Regions from separate parts of the Mus musculus genome. Here all the other regions are linked to region 3. The links are chromatin contacts, called in public HiChIP or PLAC-seq and promoter capture Hi-C maps. All regions are on one chromosome and are shown on one strand. The core of a region is the stretch at or near the end of the contact, and the rest is flanking DNA. Distances in the headings are between cores, read along the strand shown. Region 1 overlaps Xpnpep2 (X-prolyl aminopeptidase (aminopeptidase P) 2, membrane-bound). Region 2 holds the start of Bcorl1 (BCL6 co-repressor-like 1). Region 3 has its middle 3.7 kb from the start of Gm24038.

What was found. Promoter capture Hi-C pulls out the DNA fragments that hold promoters and counts their contacts. HiChIP or PLAC-seq counts read pairs in DNA pulled down with a chosen protein or histone mark.
Region 1: a promoter capture Hi-C map of the HPC-7 cell line shows a contact between it and region 3. The contact joins two enhancer-like sites. A contact is called at or near these places in 8 of 39 promoter capture datasets (the C10 cell line, the HPC-7 cell line, cranial neural crest and 4 more), 3 of 484 Hi-C or Micro-C datasets (the G1E-ER4 cell line, Sertoli cells and embryonic fibroblasts), 1 of 115 datasets of contacts at active chromatin or transcription factors (the HPC-7 cell line) and 1 of 9 other capture datasets (adipose tissue).
Region 2: an H3K4me3 HiChIP or PLAC-seq map of embryonic stem cells shows a contact between it and region 3, with 13 read pairs. The contact joins the promoter of Bcorl1 here to the enhancer-like site in region 3. A contact is called at or near these places in 4 of 39 promoter capture datasets (the C10 cell line, embryonic stem cells, liver and 1 more), 2 of 484 Hi-C or Micro-C datasets (bone marrow-derived macrophages and muscle stem cells) and 2 of 115 datasets of contacts at active chromatin or transcription factors (the 230-238 cell line and embryonic stem cells).

The regions. Positions count from the first base shown.
Region 1 is chrX:48,126,097-48,129,113 of GRCm38.p6, forward strand. Xpnpep2 (X-prolyl aminopeptidase (aminopeptidase P) 2, membrane-bound) reads left to right here. Exons shown (of 21, transcript NM_133213.2): 14 at 773-844; 15 at 2,629-2,689. Among named protein-coding and RNA genes, the nearest start is that of Sash3, 19 kb to the right of the region's middle. Within about 2 kb of position 1,540, at least 81 of the 459 cell types and tissues checked have an H3K27ac peak or open chromatin away from gene starts, as enhancers often do. A contact at or near this core is called in the G1E-ER4 cell line and the HPC-7 cell line, where this site is marked.
Region 2 is chrX:48,339,832-48,342,713 of GRCm38.p6, forward strand. Bcorl1 (BCL6 co-repressor-like 1) reads left to right here and starts at 1,527. Exons shown (of 15, transcript NM_178782.4): 1 at 1,527-1,652.
Region 3 is chrX:48,232,508-48,235,515 of GRCm38.p6, forward strand. No RefSeq gene overlaps it. Among named protein-coding and RNA genes, the nearest start is that of Gm24038, 3.7 kb to the left of the region's middle. Within about 2 kb of position 1,669, at least 113 of the 459 cell types and tissues checked have an H3K27ac peak or open chromatin away from gene starts, as enhancers often do. A contact at or near this core is called in the G1E-ER4 cell line, the HPC-7 cell line, bone marrow-derived macrophages and 2 more, where this site is marked.

The DNA of each region.
Region 1 (3,017 bases), core at 290-2,789, 110 kb before region 3:
GAAAAGGCCTGTCTATTCAGCTTCTGTCAACTATAGTGAGTGCAAAATATAAGATAGTCAAATACTTGGTCTCACAGAAAACAAACCATGGTAGGCCTGCCTGATAAAATTTGGAGGACCAAATTAACCAAATGCATCAAGTTGGCCTGGACTTGACAAAAGAGGAGTCAGAGGCCCTCCAGAGAAAGACCTGGCATGTCTAAGAGTTCGCCCTCCCTGACCCCTCCCCAACCCTTGCCCATGGAAGCTCGAGAGTGGTAGAGCTGATATACCTTAGTCCCCTAAAATATTGTTGTCCAGTCCTATTTTTAAAGTCCCCTCTCTTCCTATGCACTAGCTCCTTGGGGCCCTCTTGGATGTATCAAGAACTTACAGAGAAAGAGAGTTCAGGCCCAGAACCTCTTTGCTTTGCTGTGTACCTCGTGCAAGCCTCTTGCCTCTGTGGGTTTGTTCTTATTCGAGGAGAGATGGCCAAACCAAGTAGCCTCTGAAACTCTTAGCTCCTCTTTCCAAGGACCAAGGTCCTGCTTAGCCATATGCAGGATAAACAGAAGTGTACTAAGACAGCAGCTGCAGCTGCTGTCAGAGCCAAGTGCTTCCCAGGATTGGCAGATGTGTACAGATGATTTCCCCAGAGCAGAGAGCCTGGAAGGCTAGCCCCCAAGTAAAGGGAGTTCTTCGGTTTCTCCTTAGCCCCTGTCCTCAGCTCCACCCTGTTTGCCCAGTGCAGGGTTCGGAGTCTCTCCTCTCAGTATTTGTTTTTCATTCCTAGCCCAACAAAAGAGCTGCACCGTAAGCTGTCCTCAGATGAGATGTACCTGGTGGATTCTGGGGGGCAATACTGGTATGTATACCCACCCCACTGTGCCTTGGCCTAGCTCTCAGCTCAGGCATTCTGGGTTTCCTGAGGCTGGCTGAAGCTGGCTTTCCTGAGTCATAGGTCTTCATTTGATTAAAGCAGGGAACTGTATTGAATAAGCCCTGAGCAGCCTTCTCGTGTTCCCATTGTGGGCATCTGCACAGTAGAAAACACACAGAGGTTAGAATAATAGGGGCACTCATGCAGCACCTGGGTGAGAATTAGGAAAAGACTGGACTTGTTTAAGGAATTTTTTTCAAGTCTGCAAATTATTTACACAGATCTGCCTGGCCGCACAAACGTGAGCACCTATATCCTCCCCCACTCAAGCAAGCCCTAGACACAGCCCACATCAGAGTCGTTAAACCCAGCTCATTCCCTGTGGCAAGATGAGTGACCACGTAAGGTTGGAGATGGAGGCAGATAAAAGACGAAGCCCTTTAGAAGTGATTCTTTTGTACAGTGTTAACCTACACAGTTCCAGTGTGACAATCATGCCTAATGAGCTAACCATATTCCTTTGAAATGTGTGGCTAATCATTCGCAGTTTTATTGGGTTTCCCAACTTCTATCCCGTGGAACGCACCAAGGACAGAGGCTCTTGTTCATAGCACACCTGTTGGGGAGCCAGCTTGCCATGTGCTCAGTTTAGCAGCCTGTACTTCTCACTAGATTGATGCTGTGTGAACTTGAGATGGCTGTAAAGAGGAAGTACATTTGTGGAGGCGTGTTGGGTTGGGGCATGCTTAGAAGAGGGTGAGGTAGGGAAATAGTCACCTCACTTCCTCTTCTCTCCCGAGGAAGAAGTTCTCCATGCCCCATGACCTACTGTCAAGAAGCCCCAGAGTCCTGGGACCCTTTTTCCATGCCTCCCCCATGGGATGGGTATGCTCTGTGCCTGTCTGGGGGAACCACTACAGCTAATGATTGTGAGTTGGACCTGGTGGCTCTGGCTTCACTTTCATGGAATTCCAAGCCATGCCCATAGCCAAGAGCATCTTATGCGGAGTCAGCATTTTCTCTAGCCTGGCTTTAACCAAATCTTGGGGAAGGAGACAACCTCACAGCCTAATGGCTTCAGTGGCCTCATCTTTAATAAGGAAGCCTGCTCTGCTGCCCTCTGTGGGGAGATGCAGAAGTGTCCTATAAATAGTAAAGGGCTATGACTGTGGAAAGGTTAGGATATTGTCATCGTTCTCAACCTCAGTCTTCCCATCTGTAATTTATTGAGATAAATAGATAGATAGATAGATAGATAGATAGACAGACAGACAGACAGATAGACAGAGATAGGCAATGCCCTGAACATAGTGACTTTTACCTTAAGAACTCTACTAAGTCTCTTTGTTACGTGGATGCTGAGATATGATTCTAATGGTGGTACCTATCCTCTATCCCCCTCCCATCCATCAACCTTTCTTTCTTTCTTTCTTTCTTTCTTTCTTTCTTTCTTTCTTTCTTTCTTTCTTTCTTTCTTTCTTTCTTTCTCTCTTCCTTTCCCTCTTCCTGACACGATCTCACTGTGTAGCCCAGACTGGCATTGCCATCACAATCTTCCTAACTAATTCTCCTGCATACCAAGATTACAGGCCTGCACCACCATGCCCAGTTCTCTCTCTTCCTTTTGCCCTTCCACATGTCCTATTCCAGCCCAGTCACTCAAAGCCCAGTAGAAACAAACAATAGAAAATACACAGGAAGACCATGGCCCTGGGCCCTCCACCCAAGTCCTCAGCAGAATTAGATGTATTAGTTCTCTCTCTCCACAGGGATGGGACCACAGATATCACCAGAACAGTACATTGGGGCACTCCTACTGCCTTCCAAAAGGTAAGTGCTGGACCCTAATTTTTCCCTTCAGTTTACTCCAAGTGATCACCTCATCAAGAGCCCTTTCAAATTGACAGGAGTAAAACCGAGGCCCAGAGAAGTGATTTAGTTTGCCCAAGGTCAAACAAAAAGTACCAGGAAAGCCAATGCAAAATCGGGCCTCCACCAAGACCTCAGGCCATGTGCATCCTCTTGTCATGTCCGTGTATGAATGTACAGATATTGGCCATCTGGATGGTTAGCCTGTGCTCTGCAAAAGGGAGGGAAAACTCTTTTTAGCGGAGAAAAACAGCACAGGGCATCTGAGATCCGAAAGAACTAGAGCTGG
Region 2 (2,882 bases), core at 277-2,776, 110 kb after region 3:
TATACATTGCTCGAATTAGTGGTGAGGGTGGTGAGGACAGGCAATTGGGGTACTAACAGCAGATCTCAGACAATAGCAAGACCACCAGAGCCTTAGCTGCTCTCATATACATCTCTCAGACCAGGTGAGGGGAACAGCAGGCAAGTCTCAACTGCCATCCATGAAGACTTCACAAAGAAGAAAACAAAAACAAAACACCCCCTAGCTCAGAGATGGAACTTCTGGGCCTAGAGGGGTGGGAATGGGGGGTGGGGGTAGGGAGAAGAGAAAGTCATTAATTCAGCAGGGTTTCCTTCTAGTTCAAATGACCTCTCTGGCTTCCTTAGCATAGATAAATATATACTAAATAATATCAATATGTCTGGACATAGAGATTATTTTCCCAAGTTCCTGTTATTTCACATCCTGTTTCGAATCCTTTAGGAACTGTTGACTATGTTTCCTGATACCCTCTGGGTAGAGACAATACCTTGGAAGTCCTCACCATCAGATCAGGGTTGGAGCTGCTAAGAAACAACCTAAGACTGAAAGTCATGTCAAGCAGCAGCTTTCCCTCCTCAAAGCCTCTCTCCTTGGAGTTAATGTAAGTCAGCAGAGTTCGAATGTGGTCCACAAGCCTATAAGCCCTTCAAGTCTCAGGGATGGCCGGCGATATAAACACAGGAAGGATTTATACTCCCTTGGCCTGGCAGGCGGTCGTTAGGGTAAAGGGGAAGGGTCAGGGGACTCAGATTGGTGTCTCAAGAGCCCAGAGGGAAAGCAGGCAGAAACCAAGCCCTAGGTCCTTCTAGGCAGATTTCCCTCTGCAAAGTCTTGCAAGCTTTCCTCTTTATAGACCTTTCGTCCCTTCCTCCCTCGGGTCTCCCCGCCAAACCAGATGCCTCCACACCCTAGCAAGTGATATCCACTGAGGGTGACCCAAGGTTTTTGCAGCCTGGGAGGTTGCCACGAAGAGTGGGCCGAGCGGACTCGGGAGGCGAGGCGAGGCGGCGAGGACCGGGCATTTTTTCTTGCCCTAGCACCTGTCCCACTTCGGCGCCCGGGCTAGGACTGCGCCTGAGCGCGGCCTCAGTGCTGGAGCGCCAGAACCACGCGCGGAGGTCGCCAAGGGTGGGGAAGTGGGGGGCCCGGAGGAAGGGCGGGGTGTCTGGCGGGGGCGTTCCCCTCGGGCGAGACCCCCGCCCTCCTACATAGACCGAGTCAAAAAAAGAAAAAAAAGAAAAGAAAGAAAGAAAGAAAAGAAAAGAAAAAAAACCAACAACAAAACGGGGAGAGCGTGTTACACATCAACCAGGAGCGAAAACGATCGCTCTCCGACCCCGAACGGCGTTGCGGCACCCCCCCCCCCTTCCTGGAGCGGAGGACTGGCTGGGGAAAGGTGGCTCCGTTCTTCCCCGTGGCCAGTGCGGGGTCTGCGGCTGCCCAGCGAGGTTCCGGCTTCCCTGGGGCTGGTAGGGGGGAGCCCCGAGAAGTGCAGGCCCGCCCCCTTCTTCCTCCTCCTTCCCCTCCTCCCCCACGTGTCCTCCGGGAGCCCAGCGGCCTGATCCCAGCACCCCCCCTCCCGCCACCTCCCTCCTACTCCCGCTTCGCCCGCTTCCCGGGCGGTGTGGAGAAGAGCAAAGTTGCGACAGCAGCCGGGGGGCTCTGCCCAGGTGAAGGGGGCGCTGTGACGGGGGCGGGAACGGCGTGGCCCTGCGGCGGGGGCGGGGGGGGGGAGGATAAAGAAACTTGCTTTTCGCAGCCCCCACCCTGCGCGGGTTCGGATCTTGCGTGATCCGAGCCCTCGTGGAGACGCTGCACCGCCGCCAGGACCGAGGCCGGCACCCCGAGCCGGACTCAGATAGGGACCGCGCGTTCCGGCGGGCTGCCGAGGGCAGGCAGGCCGGCACCCGGGCAAGGGCGGGGTGGGTGACCGTGCACCGGACCGAACCGCGGACTCTGGCGGCGTGGGCGCGGGACGAACCGGGACCGGGCCGAGTTGGGTGGCGAAGTAGGACGTGGATTCGGGGGGCGGGGCGCAGCGGGAGGGGGGAGAGCAGGCCCGGCCCGGCTGGCCTGGGCGTGGGGGTGGGGGGCGAGTTCGGGGCACTTGCTGGGCTCTGGACCGAGCGCTAGGGCGGGGCGGCGCTAGGGGCTGGGCCCGACCGGGAGGAGAGGGCGAGGGGAGGGAGAGCAGGGGGTGGAGTAGGGGCGTGGAGTTGCAAGCGGGGTCTGGCCTCGGCCGGGGGCGAAGGTAGATCTGCGGGGCCGAAAGCGGAGGGAGGGAGGCCCGAGGCAGCGCGGCGGCAGCGGCGGCGGCGGCGGCGGCGGCGGCGGCGGCGGTGGCGGCGAAGGCCAGCTTCCGCGGAGTTTGTGCCCGGGCTTCCCAGCTGGGCTCCGGTCGCCTCCCGCGCACAAATGGGGTTAGGGGACTGACTGGTAAGCAACTCCCGGTGTTGGACGGGCTTCCCAGGCGATTCCCGGAAAACCGAGGGAAGACGCCGTCTGCAATATGCCGCACCCCACCACTCCACCTCTTAGCATCTGGATTCTGCTCTTCGGGGTCGGTGGACCCTTCCCCACCACAATCCTTCCAATCTTCCAGCACCCCTTCCGTCTCCCTCTTATCCTTGGCCATCTAAATCTCCTAGTGGTATGCTTTGGAGGGGTGGAAGGCGTCGAGGGCTGCACTTTCCCTCCCTTGGGGGCAGCCTAGTTTGTGTCTTATTCCTGCCAGGTAATGTTGCTTGGCATGGTGTGGACCTGGGGTTTAGATAATTTAAGCCCCGGATCCAAGCTTTTTTGATGGCTTTTAAGGAAAGGGACGGATCCCTGGATTTTCATGACCAGAATGGGGTTTGAGGACTGGAGTTACTCTCAGCTCACTTCCAGTACCAACCTCT
Region 3 (3,008 bases), core at 419-2,918:
GACCCTGTGCTCCATCCAATGGATGGCTGTGAGCATCTACCTCTGTATTTGTCAGGCACTGGCAGAGCCTCTCAGGAGACAGCTATATCAGGCTCCTGTCAACAAGCTCTTGTTGGCATAGACAGTAGTGTCTGGGTTTGGTGGTTGTCTATGGGATGGATCCCTAGGTGGGGCAGTCTCTGAATGGCTGTTCCTTCAGTCTCTGCTCCACACTTTGTCTCTGTAACTCCTTCCATGGGTATGTTGTTCCCCCTTCTAAGAAGACTATATTTTAACAGGTATGTTAGTTACTTTTCTGTTGTTATGATAAAAACATCTTGACCGAGTTAACTTATGGAAGGAGGAACTTATTTGGACTTATGGCACCAGAGAGATGAGTGTCCATAGGGGTTGGGAAACAGCAGACAGGACAGCTGAAACTGCAAGCTGAGAGCTCACATCTCGAACCACAAGCAGGAAGCAGAGAGTGCACTGGGGATAGCTAGGGGTTTGAAGCCTCAAAGCCTGCCCCCAGTGTCATATCTCCTCCAACTAAAGCCAAACCTCCTAATCCTACCAAATAGTGTCGCCAACTGAGGACCAAGTATTCAAACAAATAAGTCTATAGGGGCCAATCCCATTCAAACTCTCACAAATTCAATGGTTGATAGCTTGTTTAGTATGGATGAAGTCCTGAGTCTGATATTCAATAGAATAAAAAATATGCCCTTTAAATATATAGAGAGATGCATTGAAAGTAAAACTAAAAAGTGCTAAGCAATATAAGCAATAAATGTATCAAAGGCACTGGCTATATTAATTAAGGCATAGGTATAATATACTTCAACACGAGAGTATAATCAGGGATCAGAGGTAGGGAGAAGCATTTCATAATGACAAATAACCAATTCATCAGTCAACAGAAGCAGCTCAATTACTAGTCTATGACTCGAGCGTGAGGACCTGAATTCAGACCCCTCAACATTCATGTAGCATCAGATACAGTGGTGTACAGCTGTAACTCCAGTTCCTTGGCCAGCCAACCTAGCTATGTCAGAAAGCTGTAGGTTCACTGAGAGATCCTATCTCAAAAAAGGGCGGGGGTTGGGGGGTGGGGAGAGGTTGATACACAGGCAAGAGTTCTCTTTTAAATAGTAGCATGGTTATGAGGGTAACCAATGACTTTCTGGTTAAAGTTGAGGCCAGGTTCACAGGAATGAATTTATGCATGGTATAGGAAACCTGATGGAAAAACCTAGATTTAGGAAGCTAGGGAGGCCCTTGTATGGGATCTACTACTATTATTTTGCTAAATGGATATTTTGTGCCTTTCAAATTGCTTCCAGAAGTATTTGTGTTTATGCTCATAAAATGATACTATTGTTAGCACTGGTGAGAGGAACCTGGTTTTGCACTGGACAGCACTTACTATAAAAATTCATAATTGGACAAGGTGCTGAGAATAACTGACCAGTGAGTGCTAAGAAATGGTGGAAACATTGCACTCGAAATATTAAACAAAATCACTAATCAATAAATTGACTGGCCACAAAGCTTGACAACCCAAGCATAAGCCTGTTGTGTGACACTATTCCTAGAGAGATGGGAACAAATATCTACTCACCCCAGAGAGGGAGCCCACAAGAGATCAAAGTACAGACACCACCAAGGTCTCTTAGTGTTACAGTAGTATGGGTAAGTGGTTACTTACCAGAGCAGAAACAACTCAGACACAGTTACCCTCATCACCAAAGCCCACCCCAGCGTGGGTGAGAGCTCACAAAGCCGGGGACCTGGAGCACACTGCACAGCCTGCAGGCAGCTCAACAGGTTGGAGAGAGTCCTTTCCATGTGCCTCAGTGGCTCTGACCATGTTCAAGGCTGCTCAGCTGCCTCTTTAAGAGAGGCTTTCAACAATCCTTAGAGTTTATATGTATTTGGGGGGGGGGAGGGTAGAGGCTTAGGGAGTCGAGTCAATTTCAGAGACTCCCTGAAGCTATCGAACTGTTTACTTTCTGATTTTTTTGAGCCAGGGTTTCTTTGTGCAGTCTTGACTATCCTGGATGTTTTTCTGTAGACCCGGATGGCATACAAACGCAGATCTGCCTGGCTCCGCCTCTCAAGTGCTGGGGTTAAAGGCATGCACCACACCCTACCACCCCCACCCCTGACTACTTCCTGAATTTAACAGCTTCCCTGAATGACAGGGTGTTTCACACAGCAAAGCTCTTCAGAACTTCCGGTTGTTTCACCTCCCTTGGAAAGGTCCTGTGTCGTAACAAGACTTCTTCCAAGAGGGAAGGTTTTAGTCTTGGAGGAAACTGCTACACATCAGCGCCCTGAGTTATATATAAAAACATGTATTTTTAAATCAAGCAGAGATCCTCATCACACTGCAGAAAAAATTAAAACTACTTAGTACAAGCATATCCCCAAATAAAAACAATTAAAAAGTTAAGCAGAAAAGAAATAAATAACCCTATATACCTTGAGAAGACAGGGATCAGATTCTATTTGTTACCAGCACTCAGGAGGCTGAGGCAGGACAATTGCCTTGACTCCAAAGCCAGCCTGAGTAACAGAGCAAGTTGCAGTCCAGCCAGGGCTCGGGTCATAAGACCCCAGTCTGATGAAGGCTGTTCTTCAGTTGAGATTCCCTTTCCCTGGAGGTGTCAAGATGACAAACAAGATTAGCGCCTGCATAAGGTTTTCTGTTCTGGACTCTCCATTCTGTTCCAGCCATATTCCTTTCTCTGTGCCAGCATCACATTATCTTGATTACTGAGAGTTTATGGGGAGTTTTCCAATATGAAAGCACAAGTGTTGCAATTTGCAAAACTGTTTGGCTATTCTGAGTCCCTTGCATTCCCACACACTGCATTTCCATATACTTTCAGAAACAGGTTGACAGTCTATTTCTCTTTAAAACCTACTAGAATTTTAATAGTGATTTTATGTAATTTATAGATCACTTTGATATACATTGCTATCTTAGGAAAGCTGTTTTTCAATTCAGGGACATGGAATTC